4 separate regions of the Mus musculus genome follow, and regions 1, 3 and 4 are each linked to region 2. A link is a contact called in public Hi-C and HiChIP or PLAC-seq data. All regions are on one chromosome and are shown on one strand. The core of a region is the stretch at or near the end of the contact, and the rest is flanking DNA. Distances in the headings are between cores, read along the strand shown.

What was found. Hi-C and Micro-C count contacts between places; a contact is called where the count stands out from the background. HiChIP or PLAC-seq counts read pairs in DNA pulled down with a chosen protein or histone mark.
Region 1: a contact with region 2 is called in a FOXA1 HiChIP or PLAC-seq map of pancreatic cancer cells. The contact joins the enhancer-like site here to the promoter of Sptb in region 2. A contact is called at or near these places in 1 of 39 promoter capture datasets (hippocampal neurons), 5 of 115 datasets of contacts at active chromatin or transcription factors (bone marrow-derived macrophages, embryonic stem cells, pancreatic cancer cells and 1 more) and 3 of 9 other capture datasets (adipose tissue, liver and macrophages).
Region 3: an H3K4me3 HiChIP or PLAC-seq map of embryonic stem cells shows a contact between it and region 2, with 16 read pairs. The contact joins the promoter of Max here to the promoter of Sptb in region 2. A contact is called at or near these places in 1 of 39 promoter capture datasets (fetal liver), 1 of 115 datasets of contacts at active chromatin or transcription factors (embryonic stem cells) and 1 of 9 other capture datasets (adipose tissue).
Region 4: a Hi-C map of embryonic stem cells shows a contact between it and region 2, with 1.7 times the contacts expected there. The contact joins the enhancer-like site here to the promoter of Sptb in region 2. A contact is called at or near these places in 7 of 39 promoter capture datasets (cranial neural crest, embryonic stem cells, hippocampal neurons and 2 more), 18 of 484 Hi-C or Micro-C datasets (the 3T3-L1 cell line, the AML12 cell line, the HPC-7 cell line and 12 more), 4 of 115 datasets of contacts at active chromatin or transcription factors (embryonic stem cells, pancreatic cancer cells and stem cell-derived neural progenitor cells) and 4 of 9 other capture datasets (adipose tissue, embryonic stem cells, liver and 1 more).

Annotation. Positions count from the first base shown.
Region 1 is chr12:76,457,770-76,460,469 of GRCm38.p6, forward strand. No RefSeq gene overlaps it. Among named protein-coding and RNA genes, the nearest start is that of Gm10451, 15 kb to the left of the region's middle. Within about 2 kb of position 1,447, at least 122 of the 459 cell types and tissues checked have an H3K27ac peak or open chromatin away from gene starts, as enhancers often do. A contact at or near this core is called in embryonic stem cells and pancreatic cancer cells, where this site is marked.
Region 2 is chr12:76,709,257-76,711,956 of GRCm38.p6, forward strand. It overlaps Sptb (spectrin beta, erythrocytic), which reads right to left and starts at 1,291. Exons shown (of 36, transcript NM_013675.3): 1 at 679-1,291.
Region 3 is chr12:76,960,841-76,963,540 of GRCm38.p6, forward strand. It overlaps Max (Max protein), which reads right to left and starts at 1,408. Exons shown (of 4, transcript NM_001146176.1): 1 at 1,150-1,408. The coding sequence starts at 1,185.
Region 4 is chr12:76,474,239-76,476,938 of GRCm38.p6, forward strand. No RefSeq gene overlaps it. Among named protein-coding and RNA genes, the nearest start is that of Gm10451, 31 kb to the left of the region's middle. Within about 2 kb of position 1,258, at least 29 of the 459 cell types and tissues checked have an H3K27ac peak or open chromatin away from gene starts, as enhancers often do. A contact at or near this core is called in adipose tissue, embryonic stem cells and trophoblast stem cells, where this site is marked.

The DNA.
Region 1 (2,700 bases), core at 197-2,696, 250 kb before region 2:
TAACGCGCCTACTCAGGGACAGGGAGCTGAGCACATTTGGCCTTGCTGCTTTGTGTAGCACTGCCACCCAGCACAGGATGTGGCCATGGGAAACCAAACCTGCCCTGCCCACAACATGCAATTATAGCTTTAATATTTGGATGGTCCAATCCAATGTCAGGTCTCTTGTTGTAGAGGCCAGGACATAATCCCAAGTCTCTTCTTGTTCCAAAACAAACCCAGAAGCCTTTATTCTTGAGACTAACTTCCTCTGATGAGGTTTCCCTGGTTCTGTGGAGGCCTCTGTCTGCTCACCTCAGCCTCTAATTACAGCTCTCGCCTGCCTCATCTGTTTCGTTGCTTGAGCTGGGGATGGATGTGAGGCTGGGTGTTCTGTTCTTGCTTTGGAGCCTAGGCCTAGAAAAGTACGGCCTTCCCTGTAATTTCTATATTCCTCCGAGTCAGCCTCAGCCTTACTGAAAGAGCACATCTGCAAAGACCAAAGCGAGCATGGACCCCTCCCCCATGTGCAAGCTCCACCCTGCCTTATCAGGAAAATGAATCTGATGATCCCTTCAATGTCCATCAGCTGGCAAGCAAGCAAAGGCCTATTGCCCGCTGATGAAGGTGCCCAGAGGCCATGAGAGTTCACAGGATAGAGGTTGCTCTCTGCTCCCAGGGAGACCCCTGGACTCCACTTGTAATATAGTCAGCCCAGACCCATTTGGCCTGTGCAGAACAGGACAGCACTCATCCCAGGAGGGAGACTGTGGTAAATTAAATTTGCCACATACTCAGTGACACAGGGTCATCACTGATGCAGACTGAGGGGCCGAGGGGAAAAGAATGAAGGGAGCTGTTGAGCCATCCACCTTTTAACTGCCCATCACTGTCTCATTGTTTCTCAGGTTAGCCACGCTGATGGGGCAGTTTCTCAATTGAGATGATTCCCTCTTTTTTTTTTTTTTTTTTTTTTTTCCTGGTTTTTTGAGACAGGGTTTCTCTGTGTAGTCCTGGCTGTCCTGGAACTCACTCTGTAGACCAGGCTGGCCTCGAACTCAGAAATCCGCCTGCCTCTGCCTCCCAAATGCTGAGATTAAAGGTGTACGCCACCACGCCCGAGATTCCCTCCTTCTTGATGTCTCAGAAAGGTAGGGGCAGGCTGAGCACTTCTGACACTCCTCCAGAGTTCTTCCAGATGTTCCCCTTCAGCTCATTTAACTAAAGAAAGCAATCCCATTAGGCCTTAGCTCTTCAAAAGCAGTTCTAGATTCCACAGGTCAAGAGGCCCTGAAATCTCATCACTTCCCACAAGTGACCCCAGGCATGTGCAAACAGGCACTGAAGGAAGACTAGCTGAGTGCAGAGGTTAGGGTGGGGTGGGCGGAGGGCTGAGACAAACCACTGAGTGCCCAAGGCCAGTCAGCATGGAAGGTTCGTGGTAGGAAGGAGCACAGAAACAAGGGCTGATTAGCAGAGCTGGTGTGAGGTCAGACAAAGAGGTCTCTGTTTGTCTGAGGGGGTAGCAGCTGGACGGAGTGAGTCAAGGCTGTGAGTCACAGTCCTGGTTCCCAGAGCTGTAACAAATACCTGAGATAACACAAAAGAGGGTGGGAGAAGGGATGGGGAGGGAGCGGCACAGGGGTGGAGATTATCAGATGTAGGGAGAGCAGGGGAAAGAGAAGGGAAAGTGGGGGGTGGGCAATCTCTAGGACACCACAGAGACCTGGGGTGGGTGGAAGCCCCAGGGAATATATGGGGGTGACTCTAGCTGACACTCCTAGCAGTGGGGTATATGGATCCAGAAGTGATCACTTCCTCTAGCCAGGCAGGACTCCCAGTGGAGGGATGAGGACAGTAATTCACCCACCAAATCTTCTATTCAAAATGTATCCAGCCTACAAGATGTACAGGGACAAATCACAGAGATGGAGGATATGGCCAACCCATGACTGCCCCAAATTGAGACCCATCCCATGGGCAAGAACTGACACTATTAATGATACTCTGTTATGCTTGCAGACAGGAACCTAGCCTAACTGTCCTTTGAGAGGATTCACCCAGCAGCCAATAGAAAGAGATGCAGAGACTCACAGTGTGGGAAGCCACATGTGCCGTTGCTGAGTGGCACTGACTACTGCTGGCCACCACGCATAAGATTGGACAAACAACCAATGTGTACATATGCAGTAAAGTTTTTTGCAAAGACACTGCCTGGCCCAGGCATGATAATGAGGTTCTGTAAGGTACTGAGAGTATAACCAATCAGATGTGAGACATGCAAATGAGGTATGATAATGAGGTTCTGTAAGGTACTGAGAGTATAACCAATCAGATGTGAGACATGCAAATGCGGTATGATAATGAGGTTCTGTAAGGTACTGAGAGAGAGTAGCCAATCAGATGAGGAACATGCAAATGAGGCTTAATGCATAACCAATCCGGGTGTGAGACACGCCCCTCCTAGGCCTATAAAAGTAGCACTAGTTCTGGGCTCGAAGTCTTTTCGCCTCTACAATCAAGCTCTCCCAATAAACGTGTGCAGAAGGATCCTGTTGCAGCGTCGTTCTTCCTGGCCAGTCGAGCGCGCGCAAGATCACAGTCAAATATTAGATGGAGCTTGGGGACCCGAAGAGGACAGGGACTCCACAGAAAGGCCAACCAAGTCAACTAACCTGGATGTGTGTGGGTTCCCAGAGCCTGAATCACCAACCAAAGAGC
Region 2 (2,700 bases), core at 41-2,540:
GAACTGGCACGAAGGGTAACCGTAGAGTGGGCAGTAGCTTGGAGATAAGGAACTCAAAGGGAAAAGGTGGGGGTCCTTGAAGTATAGTCCTGGGACACTTGATCTCTCCCTTCTCAGTCTACACTGGGCCACTCTGCACGTCCTGCCTGACATCCTGAGGCCCGGCCCCCTCTGCTGCCCTGAACTGTCCTCCCAGCCTTGGCACTGGGCAGCCCTGGAGCGCGCTAGCCAAGTTCCAGAAGAGGATCCGACACGCCCGGGGGTTTGAGAAACCAGGCAGCAGGAGGCACAGACGCGGACAGTCCTTAGACCGACGACAGGCAGCCCCCCCCCCCAACTTTGCTCCCAGGCGAGGGTCCTGGGGGAGGCGGCCAAGAGCACAAACCCCCCAAACCCACTCCCCGTGCCCCACGGCGACACTCTACTAGCTGGCTTCCCAAAGCTAGCGCCCTGCTCGCCCAGCGCCTGCGAAACCCACGCGGGTTCCCGCGTCCCGGGGTGACGACTGCCGCAGCCGCCAGGGCCTCCTGGGCTCCTCACCCCTCCCGCCCCGTGCTAGGCACCCGGGGCCAGGCCCCCACCGGGCTGTCGCGTCACCCGCCCCCTGGGCCCCGCACTCCCCGGCGCTGGCTCCGGGGCACCCAGCTCCCTCCCGTCGCGCGGCCCTCGGGGACTCACCTGCGCTGGGGCTGAAGCGGCGGCTACCCCGAGCCCGGGGGCGGCGGCGCAGGGGGAGGAGGGCAGCACGGGGCTCCTGGCACAGTGGCCGCCGGGCGCCTGGTGCAGCGGAGCCGCGGACCCGCCCAGAGATATAAATAACATTATCTGAGGAGGGACATTCCTGCCGGGGGACATCGCTGCTGCCGGGACCAGATAGTCCCGCGGCGGGGGCGGGGAGGCGGGGCTGCAGCCTCCCGCAGCGCCAGGCCCGCCTTCCCCACCCACTCCTGCACCTGCCAATCAGACTGCGCGCCCGGGGGCACCTGCCTAGCCGCTAGCGCCGCCGCCGCTGGGACCTGGGACGCCAGGGTCCTCTCTCACCTCCCCTGATCCCGCACACACAGAGCCCCTTGCCACGGGAAGAGGACTCGACTCTGCTGCTCCGGCCTAATTTGTGTGCCCGGAGCCGCAAGCTGGCGGCGAAAAGGAGTCCTCCCAGCCTTTCCCGCCTAGCGTCCCTGCAGACTACGATCTGGTTTTGAAAAAACATCTAAAGACCCGTTTAGGCCATAGGGTGGGTGAGGAGGGCGCCCCGGCTGTAATGCCCCTCCGGAGATAGGCTGGAAGGGACAGATTGTTCCCGCGGGCGGGTTACGTTAGAAAGCGCGCTCCCGGCCGGCTACAACCGGCTGGTAGTAGGAGCAGACGCTGGGAGCACAGGGGGTGGGCACTGGGCCGAGGCCCCCGCCCCCAGCCTGCGGGCTGGAGGCCGCGGCTCCTGCTTGTAAGCAAGGTACTGTCCCGGAGAACCCGGCTGTGCTGGTTGGTGGCGCTCAGCCTACAGTTGCATATTGCAGGGTCCATAATCAACAGGCAAGCCAGCATACCAGCCCACCTGCACCATCCTGTGAGCCCGGGTCTCCGGGCAAGACCCTGCTTTCTCACTGCAAGCTTTGGTAGGGTGGTGTACAGCAGGCCAGAGGAGATGCTAGAACCAAGGGTGTCAAGTACATCTGCGACTAGGGAGGGTGACACACGGACGAACACGGGCGGCTTGCAAGGCAGGCTATTTCCTTGACTTTTTAACAATACAAGGTCATCGCTCTGTAATGTTGGTTGCGTGCCTTGCTGTACCTTTCCTTGTTTTATTTTTATGGGGGGGGGGGAGGGGCGGCCCTCCATACGCTGTGCCTGGGATGGTCTCTCACAGACTATCAACCCGGGTAATCGCAAGTGTAATGGAGACACCAGTGGCGATTAAAAAGAGCATAGATGCAGAAGGGAGCTTTAACTTTGATGCTCCCCGGAATTCTTAACAGGAAACAGCCTTTCTCTTGACTTGTTTGCTTGAGTGTATAATTACGCTGTTTTCTAGGATTCATGAGCAAAGTGTGTTGAGTTGCCAGATGTTCAAGCTTAGTATTGGGTATTAAAGGTACGCAAAAGATATTTCACTGCCTGCTGCCGTCACACTTCTTTTGAGAGTAGGTATTTGGACAGTAAAAATGCTAATTGGGACAAAATCCACAGGTATTAAAAAGCCATAGAACTCTTCCCTCCCCTTTTGCCTGAGTTCTTATTACATACTAATTTCCCAAATGGCATCAGTATTACAAGGAAAATGACACACCGGCCTGGGCTATCCTAGAGGTTAACAGCGACCTCCCACCTCCTTCCCCCACTCAGACCATCTAGCAATTCTCTGTAGTGAGCAAGAGCTGTAGATCTTAAGCAAAGCACACATTTAGCACTCCAAAGGCCCTGGGACTCCCCAATATCCTCCAGCACCACCCCAAACCATTTGCTTTGCTTGTTGTTGAGTTCAAAATCATCTTTTTAGGAACTAATTCCTGGCAAAAACAAAAAACAGGCCAACTTCAAAAGCTGAGACTTAGATATCACAAGTAGAAATCCTTGATCTATTTTTGAAAGAAAAAGGGAGGGTTGGAATTATGTATTTATGTGTTTTAAACCGTGTGTGAATAAACTTATTAAATAAATTCATGAATCCCAGAATTGCAGCTTTGCAGCTACGTAATT
Region 3 (2,700 bases), core at 158-2,657, 250 kb after region 2:
GATTATTACATGTGCCTGCAACTTCACACAACTATGGAGATACTGCTTAAAGTTTACCTGCTCCTAAATAAAACCTAGCCAGTTTGCTCTGAAATAACACTACCATTCACTTCAGAATGCCCTTCCATTTCTCACATATCTCCGCCGCACTGAACACTACAGAACAACTCAGTTCACAGCACAGGCCTCCTCACTTGCCTGCCTACCTACCTACCTACTCACTAGAATCTACCACCTGAATATCAAGAATCATGTGGATTTGCAACGCCCCCCTCCTCCAACCCCAACAGACTCAACCTCACCTTAGCGGTTAAGAGGAGTTTACAAGAGTATTAAAAGTAATAGAACGATCTCTTTTTCTGACTCCAAAAAGAACCAAAACTGAACGGAAATGAAAATGAAATGGAGAGTAGGAGACGTACCGCAGATTGAAACCTCGGTTGCTCTTCCTGGAATAAGAGAGAGAGAAAAATAGAAAATACAGAAGTTATTTTCACACTTCGAATTCAATAATAAGAAAGAAAATGCCGGCGGCGGAGGAAGCAGCGGGTGGGGAGTCAGTCTGACACCCCTCCCTCCCTCTTTCCCCTTCCACTCTCTCCAGCGAGATCCCGTAGCCTAGTTGGGGGGGGGGGGGGGGGGGGTTTCAGGCACTGCCCCTCCTTCTGGGATCCGAACCGGACAAGAGGGATCCGGAACACTGCCTGCTCTCCCTCGATCCCTCTAGGGCGTCAGAGCACTCCCAGCCCCTTCACCCCAAGGATCAACCGGTCACAGGAGGAGGGAGCTCATGGACCCAAAGAGCAAGAGCTGAGCGCTGGTCTCCTTGCCCAGGATCCGGAAGGATAATGGGATCCCCAGCCGGGCAGAGCGGAGAGGGAGGCCTCGACACCCTCCTCCACGGGAGAATGTGGGGGTCCCAGAGGCCGCGTGTCTGCTCCCACCTTCAGTCCCAGGAGGCCTCTCCGGACAGGACTGGAGGGGAGCGAGCCTGGAGCGCGACGCAGGCGGTCCCGGCCCCGGGGGGAGGGGGAGAAAAGGACGGAGGCGGCGGCGACCCGACCCCCTCCCGCCGTCGCCCGGCTGAGAACCCTTGCCGCTGTCCCCGCCTGACAACCCGAACGGAAAGGAAGAAGCCCCAGGACTCACGTCGCTCTCCACCTCGATGTCATCGTTATCGCTCATTTCCTACGGCCCAGGGAGCGGCCACTGCAGCGGCGGCCGGGGAGGGGAGGGGTGGAGGGAAGGGGGAAGTCACCGACAACAACAAGCCGAGTGCCCCCACGCACACACTCACTCACTCGCTCACTCACTCACACACACTCACGCACACACAACACGGGCGACAACCACCTCACTGCAGCACCGGATCAACGGCGGCACGCACGCCCGATCGGCCCCCTAACACGTGACCGGGCTCACCGCGCCGGGGTAGCTGAGACTTGTAGTCCTCGAGCGTCGGATGGGCGAGTGAGAGAGAGCCAGAGAAACTACAAATCCCATCAGGAACCGCACACAGGCTTCGCCAGACTCGCTTGTTGACAGAGCTCAGGGCGCCTGCGCCCCGGGTGTTGGCAGCGAGAAGTGGCGCGGTGCCTCCCGGGAGATGTAGTCCACAGACCGCGAGTTGTCAGGAGATTTTCCTCCCCAGGCGGCGGAGAGGCTGCTGGGAAGACAGGACACGTGGAGGGAGCTGGGCTCCTGGAGCCGGCCACAATTCCGAGCTCTGGGCGCCCGGCCCAAGGGATTGGGTGGAGGCTCGGGGGTTTGGGGGCGGGGGGAGAGAAACTGGCTGCCAAAATAACACTGTCTCTTCTTGGCTAGACTGCTTTTACATTGTCTCGTTTAATGCTTGAGTCGCTCCACTTGCGCCCTGGGGCGTAACCCTCCCGGGAAGGAATCACGCTGTGGCTGACCAGGGGGCGCGGTCGAGATGCCCACGCGGGCCCTCTGTTATCTGGGTTTAAGGTGTTAAGAGACATTACGGGACAAACTAAAGGACCGATTTCGCCGGGTGTCCTTCATCTCAAGAATCTTGCTTTCATTTGTCCGAGAGAACTGTCCTTGCTGGGCTTGAGTGTTTACAAAACCTCTCGTAGGTGCAAGTAAAACCTACCTTCTGTTTGTTGTAGCCGGAGCAGATTAGGGAGTGCCCCAGTTTATAGAGAACTTTAATTAACTGCAAAAAGAATCAAAACGGGAAAGTTGTGCAGCTCCCTGTCCAGTTAAGGTCATACATAATGCAACGAGGTATGAAGTGTAACTACATTGTCCCCACCCGCATTTAGCTAAGTATCTAATATGTGGCAGCCCAGGAATGGCATGATGTGTCCCCTCAAAGACTTCACAGCTTTGAAAGCAAAAACCGGACTACCCTGTCACCATTTTCAGTGTGCACCAGGTCCTCAATGAAACAACAAACAAACAAACAAACAAACAAACAGTAATAATAAGGTCATCTGAGAAATTAACCAGACTACCACTTTACAATTGATCTTCAAAATGAGTGCGGTCTTGAGTTTGATTTATGAGTTAATGTTTTTTGAGTAAAAAATCATTTAACCCCTGACTATTGAGTGCAGAAACTTGGTGGTGTAATACAATCTTTCTGACACCTAGCCCAGGCTGGCCTTAAATGTCCGTGTGGCCAAGCCTAGTGATGAGAACACAGTCATAAGCAGACACTGACTCGTAATAGAA
Region 4 (2,700 bases), core at 8-2,507, 240 kb before region 2:
CTACCCAAATATAATCAGGGTCTGTGTAAAACAGAAAGCAGGAGCAGTCTGGCCATACCCAAGCAGCTGGCAGTATTTTGCATGTTCATGATTGGGCGTTACAGACAGGCTGAGACTCGCCCTCAAACTCAGCTAATCAGAGCTCAGCTGTACTCCAGGCGGGCCATCTAAGTTCAGTGACTGAACCATGGTCCTATTGGCCACTGCTTTGTAAGAGACGGGCGCGGTGGTGCACGCCTTTAATTCCAGCACTTGAGAGGCAGAGGCAGAGGCAGAGGCAGGAGGATTTCTGAGTTCGAGACCAGCCTGCTCTACAGAGTGAGTTCCAGGACAGCCAAGGATACACAGAGAAACCAAACAAACAAAAAGACAAAACAAAACAAAAAAAGAAAATTAGTTCAATCTAGGAAGTAGATAACTGGTGTTTGGCAGCAGAAATTAAATAAAACCTACTAGACAGAAACACTACAAGAAGTAGATAACTGGTGTTTGGCAGCAGAAATTAAATAAAACCTAGACAGAAACACTACAAGAGCAAAAGATGTGAACTGTATCGTTCCAAACATGAGGGCAGGGGGGTGGGGCTGGTGGTGGTGGTGGCAGGGTCTGATGGATTGTGACATTGTCTAGGTCTATGTGACATTGGCTTTGGGGGTTTCACAGCTCCAGTGTGGAGATCAGAAGGATCAGAGGACAGCTTCCAGGAGTCTGTCCTCTCCTTCCCCCACGTGGGTTCCAGGGACTCAGGTTATCAGGTTTGGTGGCAAGTGCCTTAACTCACTGAGCCATCTGCTGGCTACATTGATGTTATATAGGATTTGACAAATTTACAGCACACGTGTCCAACATAACAACACCATGACAGAATAGTTTGAAGACTGGTGTGGTAGTGTACACCTAGAATCTCAGCACTTGGGAGTAGAGGCAGGAAGGAGGTCAGGAGTTCAAGGCCAGCCTTGACTACATATCAAGTTTGAGGCCAGCCTGAGTTACTGGAGACTCTGTCAAAACAAGCAACATAACAACACAGAAAACAAAGAAAGGGGAAAAACAAACAAAGGGGGAAAAAACAATGAAAGCAAACAAGCGGGAACTTTCCTTGCCTGAAACCCTTTGTGCTTGGACTCATTTCTCTCTCATCCTTAACGACCTATCTTATTATGTGTAGACTGAGTTTTGTTATTGAGTCTAGGCTGCCCTTCAGTCATGCTCCTGCCTCAGCATGAGCCACCACACCTACTTCCTCCATGTCTTTACAACTCATTTATATTGCCGCAGAGTAATAGTCGACTATACAGACGGCACCACAGTTCTTCAGTTTGACTTTCAATGCAGTATTTTCAGATTAAAGTAGGCTGGAGGAATGGGCACTGATTCTGGACCTGGTGAACTTTACTGCTCTTTGCAGTATTGTGAGACGGCAGGGAAAGGCACAGGCCCTCTTTTAAAGGATATGTTTATTAATTCTTTGAGAATTTCACACAATGCATTTTGATCATATCTACCTTAACTCTCCCAGATCCATTTCCTGTCTCCCCACTCTCCTATCTCCAGGTCCTTTTTTAAAAACAACCCACTGAGTCTAATTTGTGCTGTCTGTCCATATACTCCTGGGTGTGGTACCATCCCTGGAGCATGATCGACAGGTATCTTATTATATAGCCCAGGCTGGCCCCTAACTCTTAATCCTCTTGCCCCAGACTCTCTCAGGAATGCTAGGATTATATGTGTTAGCATTTCTTCTAGGCTCCGCCCAACAGTTACCTAGCAACAGCCAGGTGGGAGCCTGGCTTGCTTTAAAAGGTGCTTTAAAAGGACTGTTTGTCTCCCACCCTCACCCCACCCCAGCCTCTCTCTCTCTCTCTCTCTCTCCCCCTCTCTCTCTCTCTCAGCGGGGCTGAAAAGGGAGTAGAGGCAGAGAAAGAGGAGGGGACAGAAAGGGAGAGAAGGAAGGGAAAAGTCAGGGCCAGAAACACATGGGGAGAGAGAGGGAGGAGAGAGAGAGAGAGAGAGAGAGAGAGAGAGAGAGAGAGAGAGAGAGAGAGAGATTGAGGCCAAAGTCTTTTTATAGCAAGCCAGACTCTTACCTGGCTGTTGCTAGGTAACTGTTGGGCGGAGCCTAGGAGAAATGCTCACATTATGTATGTGCCACCACACCCAACTAAATTACCAGTTTTTAAACTACCACAATTGAAAACATGTGATGTCAGCAAAAACACAGATAAATAAGATGTCCCTAGATAGACCCACACATAAGCAGTCTCCTGCCTTAAGCCTGAGGTCCTATGTCATTCACTGGGAAAAAACATGGTCCTTTCAACACATGACACTGATCTCCTAAGTATTCGCATGTTCCCTATATCACTCCAAATGCAAAAACCATGTCCAGATCAACCACAGACCAAATCGTAAAAGGTAAATGACTAAGACTTCGTTTTGTTTTGTTTTGAGACAGGGTTTCTCTGCATAGCCCTGGCTGTCCTGGAACTCACTTTGTAGACCAGGCTGGCCTCGAACTCAGAAATCCACCTGCCTCTGCCTCCTGAGTGCTGGGATTAAAGGCGTGCGCCACCACGGCCCAGCTTTGTTTTGTTTTGTTTTGCTTTGTTTTGTTTTTTGAGACAGGGTTTCTCTGTATAGCCCTGGCTGTCCTGGAACTCACTCTGTAGACCAGGCTGGCCTCGAACTCAGAAATCTGCC